2 separate regions of the Mus musculus genome follow, and region 2 is linked to region 1. The links are chromatin contacts, called in public Hi-C maps. All regions are on one chromosome and are shown on one strand. The core of a region is the stretch at or near the end of the contact, and the rest is flanking DNA. Distances in the headings are between cores, read along the strand shown. Region 1 overlaps Gm40931 (a long non-coding RNA gene). Region 2 overlaps Jarid2 (jumonji, AT rich interactive domain 2).

The links. Hi-C and Micro-C count contacts between places; a contact is called where the count stands out from the background.
Region 2: a Hi-C map of CD8 T cells shows a contact between it and region 1, with 2.1 times the contacts expected there. The contact joins two enhancer-like sites. A contact is called at or near these places in 1 of 484 Hi-C or Micro-C datasets (CD8 T cells) and 4 of 115 datasets of contacts at active chromatin or transcription factors (acute myeloid leukemia, effector CD8 T cells and embryonic stem cells).

Annotation. Positions count from the first base shown.
Region 1 is chr13:44,585,363-44,592,147 of GRCm38.p6, forward strand. All of the region lies in intron 2 of Gm40931 (a long non-coding RNA gene), which reads right to left. Among named protein-coding and RNA genes, the nearest start is that of Gm34276, 20 kb to the left of the region's middle. Within about 2 kb of position 2,704, at least 32 of the 459 cell types and tissues checked have an H3K27ac peak or open chromatin away from gene starts, as enhancers often do. A contact at or near this core is called in CD8 T cells and effector CD8 T cells, where this site is marked.
Region 2 is chr13:44,808,480-44,815,264 of GRCm38.p6, forward strand. All of the region lies in intron 1 of Jarid2 (jumonji, AT rich interactive domain 2), which reads left to right. Among named protein-coding and RNA genes, the nearest start is that of Jarid2, 81 kb to the left of the region's middle. Within about 2 kb of position 2,757, at least 18 of the 459 cell types and tissues checked have an H3K27ac peak or open chromatin away from gene starts, as enhancers often do. A contact at or near this core is called in CD8 T cells and effector CD8 T cells, where this site is marked.

The DNA of each region.
Region 1 (6,785 bases), core at 1,454-3,953:
TGTGACTTCACCTTGGGGACTGTTTGGCAATGTTTAGAGATACTTCGTATTGCCACAACTGGAAAGAAGTTGTGGCCTAAACTGAATAGAAGCCAGGTAGGTTGGTAACACTAAGGTGAGACACCCTGCTATATGGGCCAATGGGCATCAGGAGTAGTAACTTAGCCCAAGTACCCTGTCAGGATTATGAACCTGTAATCCCAGCATTCGGGAGATGGAGACAAGGGAATCCCAGGTTAGAGGCCAGCCTGGTGATAAGCAAACCAAAAAATGACAACAGATAAGCTACTCTCTTGCCCCTGCTTTTAAAAGGGGACCAGCCAAGGCTAGGCTTCTGAGCCTGAGGACCCCAGTGCAGCCTCTGGGTGGAAGGAGAGAAAGGACTCCTGCAAGCTGTCCTCTGTCTACCAGTGCCATGGCACACAAGAATCCATATATATATATATACACTAACTAACTAATTAATTAACAACCAAAAGTAGGACCAATCAAGAGAATCTATTCCCTTCACTTTAGCAGAATAACAACAGCCCCAACTAAGAAATACCAAGTACTGTGCTTCTAAGAACCTCTGTAGGGTATTAATTTTTAAAAATTTTTTACGCATTTATTATTGTGATTGTGTGTGTGTATGTGTATGTGTGTGTGTGAGAGAGAGAGAGAAGAAGAAGAAGAAGAAGAAGAAGAAGAAGAAGAAGAAGAAGAAGAAGAAGAAGAAGAAGAGGAGGAGGAGGAGGAGGAGGAGGAGGAGGAGGAGGAGGAGGAGGAGGAGGGGAAGGGGGAGGGAGGAGGAGGGGAAGGGGGAGGAGCAAAAGGAGGGGGAGGAGCAAAAGGAGGAGGAGGAGGATGGTGCATGACCATGTTGAGAGTGGAGGACAACTTTGTAGACTCACTTCTCTCCTTTCCCGTTCACATGGGTTCTGAGGCTCTAACACAGGTCTCCAGGCTTGCATTAGTGAGAGCCTTCATTGGCTGAGCCATCTCACCGGCCCCTGTCATCTCTCTTTAAAGGATGTGGTCTGGTGGAGTAGCCCAAGGAGAGAAATTGACAGACCCCATGTACTTTGAAGTAAAGCTGAGTGAGTCAGTCCCGAAGGCAGGAAGGCAGGAAGGCAGGCAGGAAGGCAGGCAGGCAGTTCTCACCAGCATTCCGTTCACACAGGAGACTTCATCCTCCTCTTGCTGAGCAGAGAGGCGATAAGGGAAACAGAAGGTTTGACTGAAGCAACTCACCCTAAATAGTAAAGACCTATGCTTTCTTTGGGGATTTTTGTTGTTGTTGATGATGATGATGGTGGTGATGATGGTTGGTTAGGGGTTTGTTTCTGTTTCTTTGGTTGGTTGGTTGGTTGGTTGGTTGGTTGGTTGGTTGATTGATTGATTGATTGGTGGTTTTGAGACTCTACACCACTCTGTAACCCAGGCTGCCCTAAAACTCACGATTCTCCTGCCTTGCCCCTAGACCCTGGAATGACAGGCATGTCTCATCAAACCCCCAGCACTTTTGTGTTTTGTAGACAGAGCTTCAAAGTGGAGGTCTCACTCAGGTGGCTTGGGATTTGTTCTTCTGTCTTTCTTCCTCCGTTCCATCGTGGGCCCTAGGCTGGCCTGGAACTTGCTGGACAGCCTCGAGTGATCTAGAACTCCTGATCTTGCTGCCTCTACCTGCTGGAATTACAGATCCTGCCGTTACAGGGATGGGCTACACCTGGCTTATGCCATGCTGGGCATTAAACTCTGGATCTAGTGCATGCTAGGAAGCATTCTACCAGCTGAACTATAGACACAGTCCCTGGGATCTGACCTTTAAAAGTGATTAATCACTGTGATCCCTAGTAAATCCCAGGTCGGCCTGTTCTACAGAACAAGACTATATCAAAAAAGAAAAAAGGAAGGAAGGGAGGGAGGGAGGGAGGGAGGGAGGGAGGGAGAGTAATCATGTTATTGATGCATTAAGTATATTTTAAGTATAGTTTTTGAGTGTAGGAGGTGTGACAAGGTCTTGCTGTGCAGCTAAAGATGACCTTGAACTCCTGATCCCCCTGCCTCCACCTCCTAAGTGGTAGAATCACAGATATGCAACCACAAAAAAATATAGTAATCATCATATTTAAGGATGTATTTTTCTTTGTTGTTTTTATGTCTTTTTGTCATGCTTTTATTATTGTTGCTTAACATCTATCTATGTGTTTGTTTGTTTGGGGGGGTGCTCCCTGGACCTGTCAGGGTGTGTGTAGATGGAGGTCAGAGGAGAATTTGTAAGCCAGTTCTGTCTTTCCACCATGTGGGGTCCAGGGAGCCCGCTCAAGTCAAGTTTGGTTGCAAGCACCTTTATCTGCTTAACATCTTCCCAGCCCTTATTTTTGTTGTTTGTTTGTTATTTGTTTGTTTTGTTAAAGCTGCATCTTTAAATACCAGACAAGAGGAGTCCACCCCAGATGATTCTGTAGTGACTCTTACTATGCGTTTATAGAAGAGTTCCCACTAATTTTATATGATCTCCGAGCGGGGCAGGAGGAGCGAGAAAAGCATACTTCCTGTTTGACTTTATGATGCTACCCTGACCCCCATCCAGACAAAGACCACATAGAAGAACTTCACCCAGCCAACAGGGAGGAGCCACAGCCCAGCCCTGTCCTCACCAGCAGCCACAGGACTTAGTCCCTTCCCCCTCAGTGACCCTCACTCAGGGAAAGCCACATCCTTGACTCCACCACAGAAACTTCAAGATGAATCAGCCTGAAGCAAAGGAGTGGGTTTTATCCGGTGTCCACACAGAGGGTTGTATGAGAAAATAACAGTGCACAGCAAAGAAAAGGTGAGGTTTCCTGGAGAGGGACTGTCACACTTAGTTGTCACATTTAGAGGGTCACATACTGCCTTGGCTTTATAAATTACATTGCTTGAGGGATATAATTCACAGCGAGCTTTAAGGATTAACCGACATTTAAAAGTTGAGTGAAGTTTAAAGATTAAGTTGAAAAACAAAATAAGCTGGCTTATCTATTTCTCTTTTATGAATGAAATTATCAGGTGTTTTTACAAGTGTTAACACAGTTTAAACTCAGGCCACACTCATGCTGGCCATGAACCTGCCCACCAGTGTTCCTCACATCCTGGTTTGAGATGCCCTAGGAAAGAAGACTCAGTGGGCAACCTTGGTTTTATCAGCGGCAATGAAGCTTCCTGTCTCTCATCAGCAGGGAGCAAACTAGATCCCAGGGCTAGGAGCTTCGTTCCTTCCCTGTTCTCTTGATTTCTTGTCTGTCTTTCTGCCCTGCCTTGTGACCACTGACCATACTCTCAGTAATATAGACGCAGAAAATCCTTAACAACATTGCAACAGACAACCAGGCAACCATGACATACACCTGTAGTTCTGGCATTTCAAAGCCCACACAGGAAGACTTTGAGTTCCAGAGCAGCCTGAGACCTTGTTCCAAAAAGAAGAAGGAGGAGGAGGAGGAGGAGGAAGAGGAGACAGAATCATTCAATATAAAGTAATCTTTAACAGAATTCAACGTCTATTTATGATAAAACAGAAAAAATATGAACAGAAAGGGGCGAGAAAATTTCCAACTTGATAAAAAGCACCCTCAGGGAAATATATAGTGAATTGTATAGTAAATGTGACACTTAATGATGAAAAGGTTTCCCCTAAGATCAAGAACACAGCCACAGCAGCTACTCCTCCCCTTCTTGGTGCTAGGAACCTATCTCCGGGCCTGGAGAGAGATGTTGTTGCTCACTGCATTCAGCATAGCTTTTTCTCAATGCTTAATACTGAACCCGGGACCTTGTGAATGCTAAGCCAGTGCTAACTCTCCCTCTGAGCTACGCACAGCCCAACCCAAAGGAACAAGAGGTTGAGCTTGGTGTGAGTGTGTGTGTGTGTGTGTGTGTGTGTGTGTGTGTGTGAGTGTGTGTATGTGAGTGTGTAAGAATGTGTGTGTGTGTGTGTGGATTGTATTAGGGATCAAATAAAATATCCTGTAGATGCTAGCTAGGCAAGCTCTCTACCATGAGCTAGATCCACAACTCTCTATATATTTAGGCAGACAGACAGACAGATTATAAGGGTTAAAAGCATCATTCTCTGAAGAATGTATTAATAAAATAAAATTAGGTTGTTGAGCACGGTTATTCATGTCTTTAATGCCAGTGTTTGGGAGGCAATTTGAGGCTAGCCTGGTCTACACAGTCAGTTTCCAGGCCTATATAGTGAGACCCTGTCTCCAAAAAGAAAAATTTTGACCAGTTAGTTCAGACATTCTCTCTCTCTCTCTCTCACACACACACACATATACACACACACACACACAAACACATGAGTCTTCCTCATACTTAGAAAGCTGGAGAATTTCAGACCAGCTTAGGTTATGTAAAAAGATCTGACCTTAAAAACAATCTCAAGTTTTAAATTTTTTTTTAAAATATGATCTAATGACAAGGGAGTCAGAACACCGCTCCATGAGAAATAAATGATACACATAGAAAGTGCAACGGGAGAGGAGTGTGGATCCCAACTGAGGTAGAGATAAACACAAACACGGAGCCACCGGAGCCACGGAATCCGGAAGGAGCTGGAAACATGAGGCACTTCTCAGCGCTGAGCAGAGAAGAGTCTGCCAGCCAACACAAACATCCAGTTGACTGGGCAAACATATTCCTTGCTGATGGAGGATGTTTCGAGGGGCAGACACCATGCCACAGAAATAAGCCCTCCAGGAGATCCAGTTTCCTCTGCTCTGCTCCGTATTCATCAAGTTATTTCTGATCTTAATTTGATTTCTGATGGCTTTCTCACTGGAAAAGAAGGAGCTGGGGAGACCAGTCCACTAAATGATTATGTTTTCTTCGCTTACAACCCTCCCATGGCTTTGTAGAATTGGGTATTTTATTCTAAATTATGTTCTCTCTCACCAGCATAACAGTATTTTCTCCCAACAAGCATATTGTCCTGCTGGGCTTGGTGGCACGCACCTGTAATTCCACCTACTCTGGAGGCTCGAGCCGTCGGGTTGAAAGTTCAAGGCTAGCATAGACTACATAATAAGACCCTGTTTCAAAACAAACAAACAAACAAAAATAGACTATAATCCTTCCTTGCAAACAAAGGGATTAAACCAACAACTTTTTTTCTTAAACAAAGTCTTGGATAGCTCACTATTCCAGGCTGGTTTTGAATTTGCTATAGATAGCAATGTACATAGCTGAATATGAGCTTGAAATTCTGATTGTCCTGCCATTCAAGTTCTCAGGAGGCAGAGGCAGGAGGACCACTATAAGTTCAGGCCCAGCTCTATCTATATAGCAAGTTCCAGGTCAGACACAGTTACATTTTCTTCTTCTTCCTCCTCCTCCTCCTCCTCTTCCTCCTCCTTCCTCACCCACATTATTTTCTTCTTCTTCTTCTTCTTCTTCTTCTTCTTCTTCTTCTTCTTCTTCTTCTTCTTCTTCTTCTTCTTCTTCTTCCTCATCATCATAACAATAAGAACAAAAGATTGGACCCACAAGGATATTCAGTCCCCCGCCCCCATAAAATTGCATGACCTAGGCCGGGCATGGTAGCACATGTCTTTAATCCCAGCACTCGGGAGGCAGAGGCAGGTAGATTTCTGAGTTCGAAGCCAGCCTGGTCTACAGAGTGAGTTCCAGAACAGCCAGGGCTACACAGAGAAACCCTGTCTCGAAAAAAAAAAAAAATTGCATGACCTTCCTCAGCTCAAAGATTGAGGAGCAAAACACGCGGTGGTGACCCCTCTCCAGTGCCTCTCTCAGATGGATTCCAATTCCAGAGAACGGCTTACGAGCGAGTGTCTCTCCCAGGTCTATGCATCATCTCTACAAAGTTGCTTGGGTAGTAATCCGCCTCAGGCCACATTAGTGAATATGAGCCTCTTTTTTCCCATTCATCTATCTATTGTTGGTTCATTCCAGAACCTTCAGAAGGGGCACGGAGAGACTCTCTTTTACATCTACACTACTCCAGCGGTGGTGTTCTTCCTCCGCCATGCCTCCCTTCAGCAATAAAAACCAACTTAGCCCTAGCATAATCACCACATAGTTATCTCTCTAACAAGACTACGCGGTGACCCTTGTGTTTCCCCAAAATTCAGCTACCTCATTTTTTATGGAAGGCAAACAAAGAGTAAGGCATGATAGCCTGTGCTTTTAGTCCTTGGGAAGCAGAAGCCAGTGGATCTCTGCATTCAAGGCCAAGCTAGTCTCCATAATGAGCCATGTAGAGAGACCCTGACTGAAATCAAATGAAATGAAAGGGCAAACAAAGTGATCCTGAAAGGAGAAGAAAAAAAGAGAAGGTTGGGAGGAGAGATGATGAGGTAAAGAGGAAGAAGTGGGGGAGAGGGGTGGACTGTGTATACATAGACCTATGTAGATTTGTGTCAATGTATATGAAAACCAAGTCAAGAGGCTGGTTGGTCAGAGCTGGGCAGGGTGGAGGTTCCCCCACAGCCCTGAAAAGTGGGCTAGGCATCCTGAATTGAGAGGACAGAGACCATGGAAGGGTCTTTAGCTGTTTCTCCCAGCTTTCCCTCCACGCCTCCTTGATCTCCCCAGCACAGAAGATGAAAAAAATCTGTGCTGGTTTGTTAAGTCAGCGTGAGTTACATAGCATTGAAAATAACAGGAAGCAGAGGACCTGCATTTTTTCCCCCAGCAATGTGTATCATGAAAGGCCCTTAAAGAGATTGTGGAAGCCAAGAGAAAATGTTAGGGGGTTTGTTGTTTTTTGTTTTCCTTCCAGCCAAGGTCTCCCTTGA
Region 2 (6,785 bases), core at 1,507-4,006, 220 kb after region 1:
TATCATAGTCACATTCTATGTTCCAGTTTATGCCTGTGTGAGAGAAGTGGGCCTAATTGGGTTAGTCCGAAAGAGTGGTTTCACTAAAGAGCTATTTCCATGTTGGAAAATTCCCATTTCTATTTAAAGGGTTGTTCATTCTGGATGTAGAGGACAAATTAAAGAGTACTGTTTTAGAAGTGTGGCTGGATTTTTTGGCATTGGCAGCCTGATAATTACAGTTTTTGCCCAAGAGCTTTGAATTCTGACTGTTTTGCTTGGAAGATCTTCTGAGGAAAAGCTGAAGGATAAGGGACCTGGGTACCAGGAAAGGGAGGATTAGGCTGTAGTGTTTTGGTAGTGCTTTGTTGAATAAATAGGATAGCTCTCCTGGGGATTCCCATCACCAGGCAAGAGAAATGGCACTGTCTTATTTTGTCTATTTGTTTTCATGGATACATCATCTTTTGTAAGTAAAAATATGAGTATTGTCTGTTCTCATCAATAATGAAGAAAATAGAGCATACCTCCAGCTAGTAATGGTAAGCAATAATGTCTGAAAACCAGACATTATTGTGAATAAATCAGTCATTTGTCCGTTTTACTCACACACAGCTACTTCTTCACACCTTCCTTCTACAAGGTGGCAAAATTCTGTTGGATCAGGTTAATGAAACAGGTGGCCTGGGTTATTTTTAGCCCTATCCTTCTCATGAACTGTTACTCTTTCTAGATTTCTCTTTCATGTGAAATGAATTGACATGTTAAATTTAGGTTTATAGTGTGATGTAGTGTTCTGTTACTAGAAGTACAAACCATTTATGTCACAAGCTTAGATGTTCTTGGTCAGGGCTGGGGAGATGGCTCTTTGCTTAAGTGCACAATCTGCTCTTCCATAGTTCAATTCCCAGCAACTGCATGGTGGTTTTATCTATACTGGGATCTGATGCCCTCTTCTGGCATGCAGGTGTACATATACACACAGGGCACTCATGCATTAAATAAAGAAATCTTTTAAAAATGTCTCTGATTTACAGATTTTTTTTTTTGTGGCCAAGCAATATTCCATATTAATTTGTGTCCATGCCCTCCCATCCCCCATATTGAATAACTTAGGAGTTCTGCCTGGAAGTTTCTCAGGCTTCTGCACTCTTGCTGTGTGGTCAGCTCATGTGTACATGTATACTTTCATGTAGTGTATCATGTGTACTCTTTTGGCACTGGTGGTTGCTTCTGTTGGTAGGTAAGAAAAGACACATCCTTATTTCTCTGCTCTCATGCTTCTTCAAGGCTGCCCAGGCTCATTTTTCTGATCATCGATGATTCTTGGCTCTCTCTTTAAACTCTGTTAGCTCCATTTCACACCTCTCATTAGCTTCTCATTCCTCAGTCCAGAGTAGATGCTCAGAACCATATAGCACTGAATTCTGTTCCTCCTCCTGCCATGCATACTTATTACTACGGATTCTTACTATCAGGAACGTTGAGATTAATAACTAATCATAATAAAACAGTAGTTATACTTTATTAGAATTAGTATGAACTACTTAGGATGCCTAGAGTGAAAATACTGTATAAAAGTATGATTAATTTATATATCATGGGCATACCTGCTCAATGGTGTAAGATTTCATCATTTTTCTAAGAATGATAATAAGGTATTTAGTTACATAATTTGCCATACGAGAAGTGTATTTTTGAGCTGGCAAATGAAAATGGTTTTGTCATTCTTGAAGTTGCTGCTTTAGTTTTCTTTCATGTGTACGTGGTGTTGTTGTTGTGCCAGAATGTATTTCTGTGCACCCAGTGCATGTATGTAGTGCCTGCAGGAGTTGTTAATTTTGGCAACTTTTACAATTAGTATCTATTTTTATTTCTAAAGAAAAACACTGTACTGAACTGGAGGATTTTAAATACTTCAAATATATATTGGGTTTCTCTAGGCTGTTTTTTTCTCTCTTTTTAAAAACAGTCCTAATCAACTCTGCCATCTTTCACATGTACAGAGTAAGTAGTAGCTCAGTAACTTGTACAAGGAAGAGCAGTTGCCCATATAAACTGTAGACTTTGCACACTTAAATACATCTTTCCCATTTCTTTAAGTCTTGTTTCTTGAACTCAGATAAATGTATTAATTAAATCATGCCAGCATTTTCTGAGATTTCTATAGGAGACTAGGAACTCTAAATGTCACATTATTGTGACATTGTCCTTCCTGCTTCCTGACAGTATGTTTTCATGTGGAGACACACATTGGATTCTGTTGTTGGTACCAATGCAGCAGAGAATGTATACATACATTGGGAGGTCGGAGTGAGATTCACAAAAGACATGTGCGGTCATCTCTTGGTGTAACCTCCTGTCTTGAATTTGTTCATTTGTTTGTCCCAATATATAGGGAGCAGAAAATCTGTGGTTTCCTATTCAGGCACTGCTTCTGACAGTGAAGGGAAAGGAAGCTGTGAAAGGTAGCACAACAGATATTTTAGGGTGTGAAAGGCAGTTGTCTTTCAATTAGAGATTTTATATTGATAAAAAGCATTCTTGGAGTCCAGGAAATCATTAGTTTGGACATGTGTGTCTTAGTCATTTTGAGTATGCAGTCTGAACATACGTTTACAATGAAGATGATTTGTGTGGACATGGGTTTGATTCTGGCTTGTTGCTTGTTTGGTATCTTGACTATTGATTGGGAGAATAGGCAAGCTGCTTTTCAAAGCACAGTTTCTCATTCTCACCACAGTGTAGTTTCCTGTTTTTCACATCTTGACTAAATGATTATGGTTGTTGGAGCATAGCAACTTGTGTGGAGTGGCATTTGTTTGTGATTTTGCTTTGGGTTTGTTTCTACACTAACTAGGCCTACTGAGTACCTTACTTAATTACAATAGAAACCTTGTACCCATCTGAGAAAGCTCTCATCTCTCGTCAGGGCTCTTATTTGGACTTCAAAATGTTAGGTCTGAGGGAAGCACTTTAGAGACAGAAATGTACAGGGTACATTTTATTCTAAAACAGTATACTGTCCAATACTAAGTCTGCGAACAATGTTGCAGAGCTTAGTTGTCTGCCTAGATGCAGGAAGCATCACGGTTGAATGATTTACCCTTCCATCCTCTTCATTGAGAAATGAGAACAGCCAGGAAACCCCTGAGCCAATTCTCCATATCTACCCACATCTGTTATGATTTCAGCGCAGGGGCTTCTTTCCAGTGCTCTGTCTGTAGTGCCCCGTCCGTTACAAGGGAGATATGGCTTGTATCACACAGATCCTTATGGAAGGGGTAGGGTGCAGGCAGGAGAGGAAAACGAACTCTGGTACTCATGCGTACTTGCGGGGTGTGTGCGTGTGTGTCTCTGCAAAGCCGGGTACGTAGGCAACCACTGGAAGCTAAAGAGTGCTAGAAGTTAAGTTCTTTGAAAGTAGCTGAAAACAAAAAAGACCAAAGTCAGTCACCCAGGAAAAGAGGTGATAACGCACACATGTAACAACACTGTTTTGACTTCTAATATTACACTAACTTTTTTTGAGTGTAGAGACACTTTGAGAAAACCTGTATTCTTGATCAACAGGCTATTACAGACTATAGATGGGCATACACCGACACGGGTCATAGTTAACAAGTGGCCATTTAGATGCCTTCATAATGTCAAAAAACAGATTTTTATAGAGTGTGGGTCCAAATTTGAAATGAACAAATTACTTTACTTGAATTAGCTTTGGGGGCTCCTTTGAATTTCTTTGAGTCTCCTCCAATACCTCTCCCCCCTTTTTTTTTTTTTTTTTTTTTTTTTTAAGATTTATTTATTGATTATATGTAAGTACACTGTAGCTGTCTTCAGACACTCCAGAAGAGGGAGTCAGATCTCTTTACGGATGGTTGTGAGCCACCATGTGGTTGCTGGGATTTGAACTCCGGACCTTCGGAAGAGCAGTCGGGTGCTCTTAACCACTGAGCCATCTCACCAGCCCCAACCTCTCCCCCTTAAGGAAGAGAAATGTATTCTCTAAAGAAAGTTAAAACAGTTTAGACTTGGTTGTAGAATACTTTGGAAAAGTAGCATTTGAATAAGAAAAGAAGATCTGCTAAAGTAAAGTAGGCAAAGGGAAAGAGGTGTAAGAGAGAGGAGAGAGAGGCAGAGTCAGCCCTGCTGACCGCAGCGGGGAGGGATCCATAAGAACCTTGTATTTAACCTTGTGAACATGGGCTCCTCCTCCCCTTTCTGCATATTTGGTCAGCAATCTCACAACCCCGTCCTTTTGAGTTGTGAGTCTAAATTACAGGGGCAACTGTGGACATACAGCTTTAAACACATTTCAGACGAACTTGTACTTTGTTTACAGTGGCTGCACTAATAATTCCTTTGCATTCACTACTTTTTGCAGTCTTGATTGAAGGAAAGTAATTAGTTTTGTTTTGCATACAATCAAATGACAGTACAATTGATATGTTTGTTCAATTAATGGTACTTCTAGAACTTTTACCAAGTTAATTTTACTGGGGCTAACATTTTCAAAGTAATTTGAATTTTTTAAGTCAAATTAAGTATCATGGGTTTATATCAGTGGAATCACTTCATAGCTGCATGGCACCTTCTATACCAGTTACTATGAAAAGATACACAGTGATAAATTGCCCAGATGCAAGATTTATTAAAAATTATTTTTTTATGGGTGAAAGTTTTTTGTTTTTTGTTTTTTTTTTTTTTTAATTCACGTACCTTATTTTGGTTGTCAGTTGATAGGCATTTGGGCAGTGTATTGGTTTGTTAACTTATTTATTACGCTATGCAATCCAGTCTGGTTTTAGATTTACTGTTTTCCTGCTGTTGCTAATAATTCTGCTGTGTCCCCTTTTTCTTGCTTATTTTTAGGGTGGGCGTCATGGTGTATGTTTTGTGTGGGTATGTAAGTCGAAATAAGGTGTTGGTTTATGGTATGATATTTAAAATTCTTAGTTGTACCTACATATGATGGTGCAACACAACACACCTTTAACCACAGTAGGAGGATCTCTGCTCTATTTACTGAGTTCTACAGTTATACCTGCCTGAAAGCACTGCTTGTAAAGGACAGGGCAAGAAAGTGTGTGCTGGTTTACATGGAATACTGCAGCAAGAACCAGAGCTCCAAACTGCATTAGTCATTTTCCGAGTTTTATTCTGGTATGCTCAAACCTTAGTCCCTAGGAAGACAGACCGCCCAGTGGTCTTCTTACCTTGTGACTGCTGTATAATTCCTCATCAACGAATGTCTGTCATGGCTGTGCAGAACAAAGTTGAGGAAGTTCAACTACAGGCATTTATAGCACAAGGTTTTGCAGGTAGCAGTGTAGCTGCTGATAGACAGCTAAGGTAGGTTAGTCATATGTCTGTGGCCCTAGGCCGTAGTGGAAGCCAAGGATTGTGAATTGAAGGCTAGCCTGGATTATATAGTGAGACCTTGTTTAACTCCCTCCTCCACCTCAAAAAGATAAAAAAGAGAAAAGAAAAAGCAAATAAAACTAGTGAGGAGGGTCCAAGGGGGAAGATGTGTAGATTTAAAAAAAAATACCTTTCAATCAATACTAGCTTTAAATCACATTTATTAGTATGGATATTGTTTTTTATATTTTTAAGAACCATTTCAATATAGTCAATAGAAAACTGTCAATGGATTTAAGCTGTACTTTGTAATAGGTAACTGTACAAGGGAACTAGCAACTGATAGCAACATTATGAATAGGTCCTTTTATACATGTTTTCTTGAATAGATGGAGGCTTTTAAAAAAATGCTTTAGAAGAATAAGTTATTTTATTCTGATTTTTAAACCAGAGATTTAAAAACATTTTAAAGAGGTTTTGTGGACCTTTGAGATGGCTCAGTGGGTCAAAATACTTCCAGTTAACCACTCCTTCTCCCAGCAACTATTTGGATAGGTTAAAGGGTCCACAGCAAGTGTGCACATACAAATAAGTTAATAAGAAATAATAATAAAAGACGCTTTAAAGGAATGTATGGAAAATAACACCTGGAGCAGTAAGAAATTCGTTTTCAGTTAAATTCAAGTGTAGATTGCTCAGTGTGGGTTGCACTCTACTCTCTGTAAGGCCAAAAATGGTTTGCATTGGGTTTCGGTGTTCTCTCCTTAATACGGCCATGTAGGGGTGTGTTGTGTTGTGTAGCTCACAACCACCCCCTTTCCTGTCCTCATCTCACTTGGGTAATTACACTCTCCCCTACCTTGTCCATATAATTTTTTTGTGATGTTAATTTCACAGGTGTTTTGTTTTTTTTCCCCCTCCCCCCCTTGCTCTTGTAGTGTCACTCAGAAAGTTGGCTCCCTTTCCTGTTTATGGTAATTACCAGAGAACATTTTCTCTAGGGGAGTACCCGCTATGTTTCTTTGTGGGGAATTCTGTTAAATTTTGAAAATGGCTTCTTTGAGGTCAGGAATTTGATCTGACTCTTATCAGGCATCTAAAAATTTTCTTTATTATGACAGTTTTTTTCACCAGCAGTTAATGTAAATGTAAATAAAAACATTTCTTCTAACCAATTAATTTGTATTTAATTGCTATTTTTGATGAAGGAGGGCTCTGTTGAATCATTTTAACTGCTGGTGATAAGGTCCAGGGATAAATGCATCTGTGACCAGAGTTTGATTCCTGGGACACTAACAGTGCAGAAAGCCAATGCCCATAAGATGTCCTCTGATCTGTGTGAACACATATTCTCAAGGAGAGGATACAGAAATAAAATAATTATCAGTCCTTTCAAACTTCTTCCCTCTGATAGCTTCAGGGAACAGTCAATCCTTTGTAGC